Linked DNA regions of Mus musculus: region 2 is linked to region 1. The links are chromatin contacts, called in public Hi-C maps. All regions are on one chromosome and are shown on one strand. Each heading gives the region's core, a stretch centred on a gene start, on an enhancer-like site or on the middle of the called end of the contact. The rest is flanking DNA. Distances are from core to core; before and after follow the strand shown.

What was found. A called contact is a pair of places that touch in the nucleus more often than the background predicts.
Region 2: a contact with region 1 is called in a Hi-C map of the C2C12 cell line, with 2.1 times the contacts expected there. The contact joins two enhancer-like sites. A contact is called at or near these places in 1 of 484 Hi-C or Micro-C datasets (the C2C12 cell line) and 1 of 9 other capture datasets (embryonic stem cells).

The regions. Positions count from the first base shown.
Region 1 is chr16:42,438,860-42,443,020 of GRCm38.p6, reverse strand. No RefSeq gene overlaps it. Among named protein-coding and RNA genes, the nearest start is that of Gap43, 100 kb to the right of the region's middle. Within about 2 kb of position 2,005, at least 21 of the 459 cell types and tissues checked have an H3K27ac peak or open chromatin away from gene starts, as enhancers often do. A contact at or near this core is called in the C2C12 cell line, where this site is marked.
Region 2 is chr16:42,675,494-42,679,654 of GRCm38.p6, reverse strand. No RefSeq gene overlaps it. Among named protein-coding and RNA genes, the nearest start is that of Gm29960, 25 kb to the right of the region's middle. Within about 2 kb of position 2,159, at least 48 of the 459 cell types and tissues checked have an H3K27ac peak or open chromatin away from gene starts, as enhancers often do. A contact at or near this core is called in the C2C12 cell line, where this site is marked.

The sequences.
Region 1 (4,161 bases), core at 756-3,255:
ATGCTCTTACATAGTATGTGCCAGGGATTTTTTTTCTAATTAGCTGTCAATATTGCGTGATGGCATCTAGAAATGACTACAATAATAAGGTGAGTGGTGACTAATTGACAGCGTTAGTAGAGGAAGCAGAGAAGACAAAATATAAACTAATGGAGACCACAAGTACCAAACAAAAGGAAGTTAGAGACTAAAGCAGAAGGAGTGAAGAAAAGATGAAGGGAAAAGGGAAAGAGAGCAGAGCATGTGATCGCTAGGCCATGACGCACAGTGATTGACTTCTGGGTTTAAGATAGAACTTTTGAGAGTTAGAAGGGACCCGGTAACCATCCAGTCATTCTCTCATTTCACAGTTGACAAAGAGCCAAAAGGACGCTAAAGTTGACTAGAGATGAAGCCAACCTTGGGTGCAGGTTTCTGACCATGGCCTGCTTTGTAACATCACTATGTCATTTCCTCTTTCGGAATGGTTGACTGAATCCAAAGTTCCCTTGGAACGTAAATACGTTCCCACTTTCCACTGAGCACAACATATATAATTGTCTTGTTTCTTCCTAGCTTACAAGGTGTTATAGTTTACTTCACCCTTGTACCGATTCTGAAAAAAAGTATCAACTATAAAATGGCCCACTTGGGACTCACCTAGTAGATACCGATTTCCTCTTTTTTTTTTTTTTTTTTTTTTGGTTTTTCAAGACAGGGTTCCTCTGTGTGGCTCTGGTTGTCCTGGAACTCACTTTGTAGACCAGGCTGGCCTCAAACTCAGAAATCTGCCTGCCTCTGCCTCCTGAGTGCTGGGATTATAAATTCTGGTGAGATGAATGCAAAGTGAAAAAAACTGTACTGTTGAAAGAAAGATGAAATTTCAAGACCTGTAAGTCATATAAAGTACTCAGAAATTGCTGGTTGCTTGTGAGCCTAGAGGCTGCCTGGGGCTGAGAAAAAAGAAAAACAAACCTGGGAACAGCTTAATCTTAAAGATAAAGAGGAATGTGAAGACATAAGAGGGCTATCTAAACTGGAGTCAACAACTCACAGAACTCTGACACCCTGCACGTACATGTAATTTTTTTGCTGAAGTTTGAATAAGCCAATAGTGTGTCGCTATGCTGAATTCCACACCCCTAAGCCCCTTACCTCATAAAAACCCCTAGCTTCCGAGCCTCGTGGCCGACATCCATTATCTCCTGTGTGGGATGCATGTAGGTCCGGAGCTCCATAATTAAACGACCTCATGTAATTACATCAAGATGGTCCTTCGTGATTTTTTGGGTGCATGCCGAATCGGGAATTGAGTGGAGGGTTTCCCCACTAGGTTCTATCACTGCTCTTACTCTTTTGTGCTTTGCTATTTTGAAGAATTCATTGTAATTTAAAAACAATAAATAAAATCTGAGGCCAGAAAGATAGCTCAGTGGGTAAAGGTGCTTGATGAAACACCGGATCACCTGAGTTTGATCCCTCGTTACCACAGAGGGGAAAGAAAGAACCAATTTATTCGAGCAGTCATCTGACTTCGACATGTACACTGGGGCATGTGTGCAGTATCCCTCAGGCACACCAAATAAATAAAAAAAAGAAGAAGAAGAAGAAGAACAATGTAAAGAAAATGGAAGGAAAATGGACAACCTGACAGCATAGCTTTGGCAAAAAAAAAAAAAAAAAAAAAGAAAGAAAAGTTAAGAAAAAGAAGTCATGGCATGGAGAGAAGAAAAAAAATGCAGCATTATTCAATCAGTGATGACTGAATTTGCACTGTTTTAAACTCTTAGCACAGAATAACACTACTTCTAGTTGCTTTTGTAATGTGTGTTGGTATTTCGAAAAAGTTCTCTTTGAAGCTGATGAAGAGGGTTCCCAGAAGACAATGTGGGTATGATGTTGGGGAAATGAGTTGCCCCTCTCGACTATGAACTCACTTTCAGAGCCCAGCCACTCCAGGCAGGATAGCTTCAATCACCCTGCCATCCAGTCATAGCTGACACGTCTTGGCAGCTGGCCTGCCCCTAATGGAATGTGTCCTGCAGCTGGGAATTAGGTCATCAGTAATTCACTTAATAGCATTTTATGAGCTGGGCTCTGACACAAAAGAGCGATCTGGCCTTACCAGCAGGAACTTTCATTGAAATGAAGAGAAGAAAGAAGTTGATGCCATTGTGAACAATCAGATTCCATTTCCAGAAAGCAGTGAAGGAGGGTCAGAAACATGGCTGTTTCTTCAGCCTCTCTGTTATCAGGACAGGTATGTGATCTTAGGCAAGCCACTGCTTGTTTTTGGACCCCAGTTCTTTCAAGGTTTGATCAGACTTTAACCTTGTGTGGAAGTCCCAGGATTTTTTAGGTCTTTTCATTGATGGTGTTCCAGAAAGCAACTACCTCAACTAAGTTCAGACAAAGAAAGCCCTGACTTGTATAATTGACTAATTTGCCTGGTGTAAGTATTCCCAATATGGCTGATTTCTGGTTACCAGTGGTATAACAACTAATTATGAAACCTGAATATTGACTATTTTGCTTGAATGAGCTGATATGAGTAACTTCAGTGTATCAGTAAATTTCCCCAGCTAGAAAGAGCTTTATGAATAAATATGGTTCTATATGTACACACATTACTACATTCTCTACATACTATATGATGTATGTGTATGTGTGTTCTTTCCTGATTCTACTCCACATACCACACTTTGATGTCTTCTTACACATACAGAATCCTCAGTAGAAAAGTGTCCATCCTAATACAGCTCTTGATTCAAATTTCCAAGTTTGCCACCAGAGTCCTGATGTTCCCAGGATGTGTAAGCAGCCACTAGCCTCTTATTTTCTTCTGACCTGTAGGACCCAACAACTTTCCTCTTAAAAAAAAAAAAACCAATATATTTCTCATGGATTATTCAGAAGGTCCACTGTTATACAGGGCGTGCAAGTTAGAAACAAATCACTACAGTCCTTTCTCCTTTTAACATTTTTACTGATGTGAGAGAAGAGTGTCTTAGACTTTGGAAATTTAGTGCACAATATCTTCTTACTCAAGATATATAGAGGGATTAGTGCTGAAGATAACACCTGGAATAATGACGGGAAAATGATATAGTTAGATTTGGAGCAGCCCCTCAGGTAAGGGATACGTACAAAAACTATTCAATTGATAGTTATCCACAAAACATTTACTATATAGACTGAGCCAGCACTGCAAGCTATTGTGAAACCCCAGAGCAGGCATGAGCCTTCAACTTCAACTTGGGAAGATAAGCTTAACATGCACAAATTAATGAGAATCAGTTAAAACACTTTATAGTTAAGTGTTTAATGATGTGACACAAATTATAAATGAAACAGGAGTTCAGAGGAAACAGTCATCTGAAGCAAGCCTTGTCCAATTAATGGAATGACAGCACTATAGGGTAGAAGATACCCATGATGTTGGGGTTGTATTCCCATGGTCAACAAAGACATAGGGCAAGTTTATCCCCAGGGAACTGCACTCAAAAGCTTGGTAGCAATGAGTAGAATGCTATAGAAAGGAAAATAGTGAAAGGTGGAAAGAAAGTAAGCCCCTGGTCCAAAGCTGGGTCCTTGTATTTGTAAATGGTAGAGGGATATGAGATGCCATGTACAAATGGTCAGATTTCACATGGCAATACAACTCCGACCCACAATTCCCAAAGCAGCCATTTCAGGTTGTAAAGGCACACTCTCTGCAGCAATGGGCCAGGAGCATTCAGACTTGGTTAGTGACTGTCCCCCTCTTTACATTGTTCTTGTGTCTACCCTCCCTGCTTTCAACTCAGGGCCAATGAAAGAAAGGCATACAGACTCCCGGAACTAATCACAAATGATGTGCTATCTCTGATTAGAGAGCACCTATCTCTCTTCACATGTCCACAAGCTCCAGTCAGAACTTGCCTTGAACCTTCCCTTCCCTTTTATGATAGTGTTACATTTCCACCTCCTACCTTGGAGTCTCTGCTAAACACAAGTGATGGCTAGTGGATCTCTTGCTATGCAGCATATTATAAATAAATTTCTGTTTGTTCTCATCAGATTGGCCTTTATTTAATTCCACAATGGGAAGGGAGTACACACTTGTGGTTCTGCTTGCCCAGCCCCACAGACACACAGACACACAGACACACACAGACACACACACACAGACAAACACACACA
Region 2 (4,161 bases), core at 910-3,409, 240 kb before region 1:
TAACCATATATTATGTAGATTTTAAGTCCTTTCAATGATTTTGTACAGTTTTCACTGAATGTGCCTTATATTTTTCAAAATATTCTTACGTATTCCATTTTTGATGCTACCATATAGGATAGTTCTTAAAATTTGATTGCCAGGATGTAACATTCAAAAACATTTATTTATTGGTTCTAACAGTTCGTTGTTTTAAATGGCTTCCTTGGGGTTTTCTATATGTGAGATAATTTCACTTGATTACATAGATTTACATCTTTCTTTTCAATCTAGAGGATTATTGTTTTTTTCTTGTTTAGTTTCCCTGGCTAAAACATCTAATTCAATGCTGACCAGAAAGCATAAGACAAGTGTGCAGCCTTATTCATGAAAGTATATAGGCTTGCCTTATTTGTGAAGGTATAGAAAGTCTTTCAGCATGATGTAGAGCTGAGCATATTTCATAGATGTCCTTTCTCAGAGTGAGCATTTTTTTCTTCTATGCCAGTTCTATAAACATCATAAAAGGATGTAGAATTTTTTCATATACATATTCTCTGTTTGTTGAGATGATCATATGTTTTAAACTTTTTATTCCATTAATATGTCCTGTTGTAGCTGCATATGCATCAAAAGATGGCCTAGTCGGCCATCACTGGAAAGAGAGGCCCATTGGACACGCAAACTTTATATGCCCCAGTACAGGGGAACGCCAGGGCCATAAAAGGGGAGTGGGTGGGTAGGGGAGAGGGGGTGGGTGGCTATGGGGGAATTTTGGTATAGCATTGCAAATGTAAATGAGCGAAATACCTAATAAAAAATGGAAAAAAAATCAAAAAAAAATATGTCCTGTTGAGTGATTTTCATGTTGGAACAACCTTTAAGTTTTGTGGTATATAATCATACTTTTATATTTTGTTGGGATCGGTTTACTAGTGTTCAAAAGAATGACATTTGCATCTGGGTTTATGAGATATTGGTCTGTACTTTTGACATTCTTATTTGTTTTTAGTTCTGGAATAATATTGTTTCATAGACTTCAAATATTTTATCAGGAGAATGATGCTAAAGACTGACTTGGTCAACAGCAAGGGTGCTTTTTGTTTGTTTGTTTTTTGTTTGTTTGTTTGTTTTTGTTTTGTTTCTGCATTTCATACCAAAGAGTGATGCACAAATTAGAAGGGGACGAAACATGCAACCTGGAAAATGGGTATGTAGGTAATGGAAGGGACCAAGTTGGAAAAGATGAGGGTCAGAAGTGAGGTGTAGGAACAAACATTGAAGAAACATGTTAAATACAGCATGTTTTAAGATATTTGTGTTAAGTACTATTTGTATCTCCTATAACTTATCTCTTAATGGCATTTGCAGCATAGCTAGCTACAAAAGCCTTTGGCTTCTTTCAGTTTCATATTTGCTGGCACTGCTGCTTGCTCTACATCCTTAGCATCAGCCAAACTATTCTCTTTGCTGGTTTTACAGGTGAGACTAAATTTTAGAGAAGGGACTCTGTTTAAAAACCCAGGTGAAAAACAGAAGAAACAAGGAAAGAAAGACTACAAATGCATACATAATACTGCCTCACGATATTCCAGATAAGCACAGGATATGTTTCTGAACCCTAGTTAGTCATTGGGTAAGAAAACTTGGCTTGAATCTGTGTCCTATAACGGCCAAAACAGAAACTACTATTTTTCCTTCTCTCTGTGCCTCTGTACTATGTTCCATGTTCATATCAAAACAGACTATCTGTAAAAATCAACAAGTCTTACAAGTACTTTATAAGTCATCTGTGGTAGAAATGATTTCATGTTTATTAGGAGTTCCTCCTTAGGAAATTAAATAGCATAGAAGAACAAAGTTACTTTTCACTTCCTCAGACTATGAAGGCATGGAGGAAGTCTGCATTCTCCATGTTCAGCCTCAAACATTTAGCATCTTGGGTGAGACATTGGCTCTTCCTTTTTCTCCCGAAGAGCACAAATGAGGATTTAGTCTTCTCTAGTTTCCCCACTTTTCAACCATAGATTCAAGTGGGAATGAGGAGTTATAGGATACTCTGCAGGGCAAACAGGTCCATACACATAAAGCCTTTCAAGCCATGCTATACACAGTATCTGCTGTATTAATGTTTGCTGTGGTTATATTATCCCTTCCCAGTTACACATAACCTTCACAGCTCGCTATTGTTTGCGTCCATCTGGAGTTACTCATTTCCTGCCTGACTTCAGTCACATCTGCTGCAGGCCTTTAACATTTGTGAATTTGACATTTGTGAGCTCAAGCATTCTAAATCCACCCAAATAGTCATGACTCACTGAGATTTGAAATTTTCTTCAAGCAAAATTTGTCTCAACTTAATCTGGAAGGACCGAGCCTGCAGAACTTAGTCAGTGAGTGGATGTTTTGCCACATCCACTTTTCCTGTGCCGTTGTTGAATCTTGTTCTATGCGGTGGTGATCTGAAGGCAACCCAGACAGGGAAGACTATTGCAGTATACGTTTGGCTGTTGATTCATACCCTCGCTGCACTTCAGAATGTATGATGTGCCTTTGTATTGTGACCGAATGTCATTTCAGCTTTCACAACAACCACTCCAAAAGACAGGCCACTGCACACACACAATTCTGAATACAATTGTGAATAATTTAGATGAGAAGAAAACTGGGGAGTGTAGTTAGAATCTGATTGTCTGGGGAGGTGGGGAAATCTCGTAAAAATAATGCAAAGGCTTGGACTGAAGGAGGAACAACAGGATGTATGAGTAAGCTTTGCTGATGTAAAGGGAAGTGTGACGCTCAGAGATATGGAGTAAAGAGAAGACAAATAAATGTTCCTGGCTCAGATCTTGAGAACAGCTTTAGAGTCACTGGAGCTGTCCAGCAATGGCAAAGTTTAAGTGTGGGGGACACTGAAAATATTTAAGCAATGGCTAGAGAGTTCTTGGCCAAGAATTCATGGCCACCTGGCCTTGCTCCTGGAGCACCATCTACTTGTACAGACGAAGAACATTAGCTCTACACAAAGACTCCAAATCTCTCTCTGTCAGAGAGGAAGTGCTGTACCTAGGATTAGCTCTTCCTGTTTCCTGTATCTTTCTATGTCATTTCCGATTTTCTAAGGGGCTTTGGATGGAGGTTTCATTTGATTGGCATTTACTCTTGGCTTTATCCCAGGATATGACTTTCAGCAGTCTCCTGGAAATGGTTGACCTACCTAGTCTTTGGTTCGGTTCCTAACATCTCTGTAGTTTGGAACTGTTCACCAAGGAGAAAAAGAAAGGTACACACCATTGTAAATGTAATGACCAAATGAAGGAATATGATTTCTGTCATTTTTAGGGACCTATTCTTTTATCTTTTAAGTGAGGGACCAAATGTGAAAAGATATTGGGCTGGATTGTCTTTATGGGCAGGCTTATATCATTGTAAGATGTGTATTTGTACGTATTTGGAAAACCAGACTTTTGATAAGGGTTAGAAAGATAATATGATCACAGAAAGTACAAAGAGATGAAGGGAAACGTTGTCTCCCACCACAGACTATAAATAGAGTTCCTGGAAGCATTCTTCCCTGCCTCTACCTCTCCTGTGGCAAGACGATCAAATGTGACCATGACCTTACAGCTGCCCTTGTGAGTCTTGCTACTGCTGCTGTTGCCTTCTTCTTTGCCTTGGCAAGCTAAACTGGAAGAAGAAAGAACAGAGTTCTCAGATAGATATGACCACAGATATCACCTGTCAAGTGTCCAGTCACCCTAGTAGAAATTGTTGCTTGACCACAGCAGTATAATTATGGCATCTTTATCCTTGGTAGCTAGAAGCATCTTTAAAGAATTGGCTAAATATTTCCCTTACTTACTGGCTTCTTTGCCATGAAGTCAACAATTTTAAATTGTTTTTTTAAAAATTAGGCTAATCTCAATAGGTTATTTTGTTGTTATTTGTTGTTGTTGTTGTTAAGCATGCTTCCAAGGACTAGCAAGATATAGTTGAGGTCTCATGAGAGAAGAGGTTGCAGAATCGATGGATGGGAGAGATTTTGTTGTTGTACTAAAACAAGGAATGAGATTCTTGCATATGGAGTTCCACTAGACGTGCTGAATGGGCAGTCTTAAGACACTGAGAGACAACCAGAACTTCTGGTCCACAAAGCTTGTATTCTAACTGTCTTCACTGGGA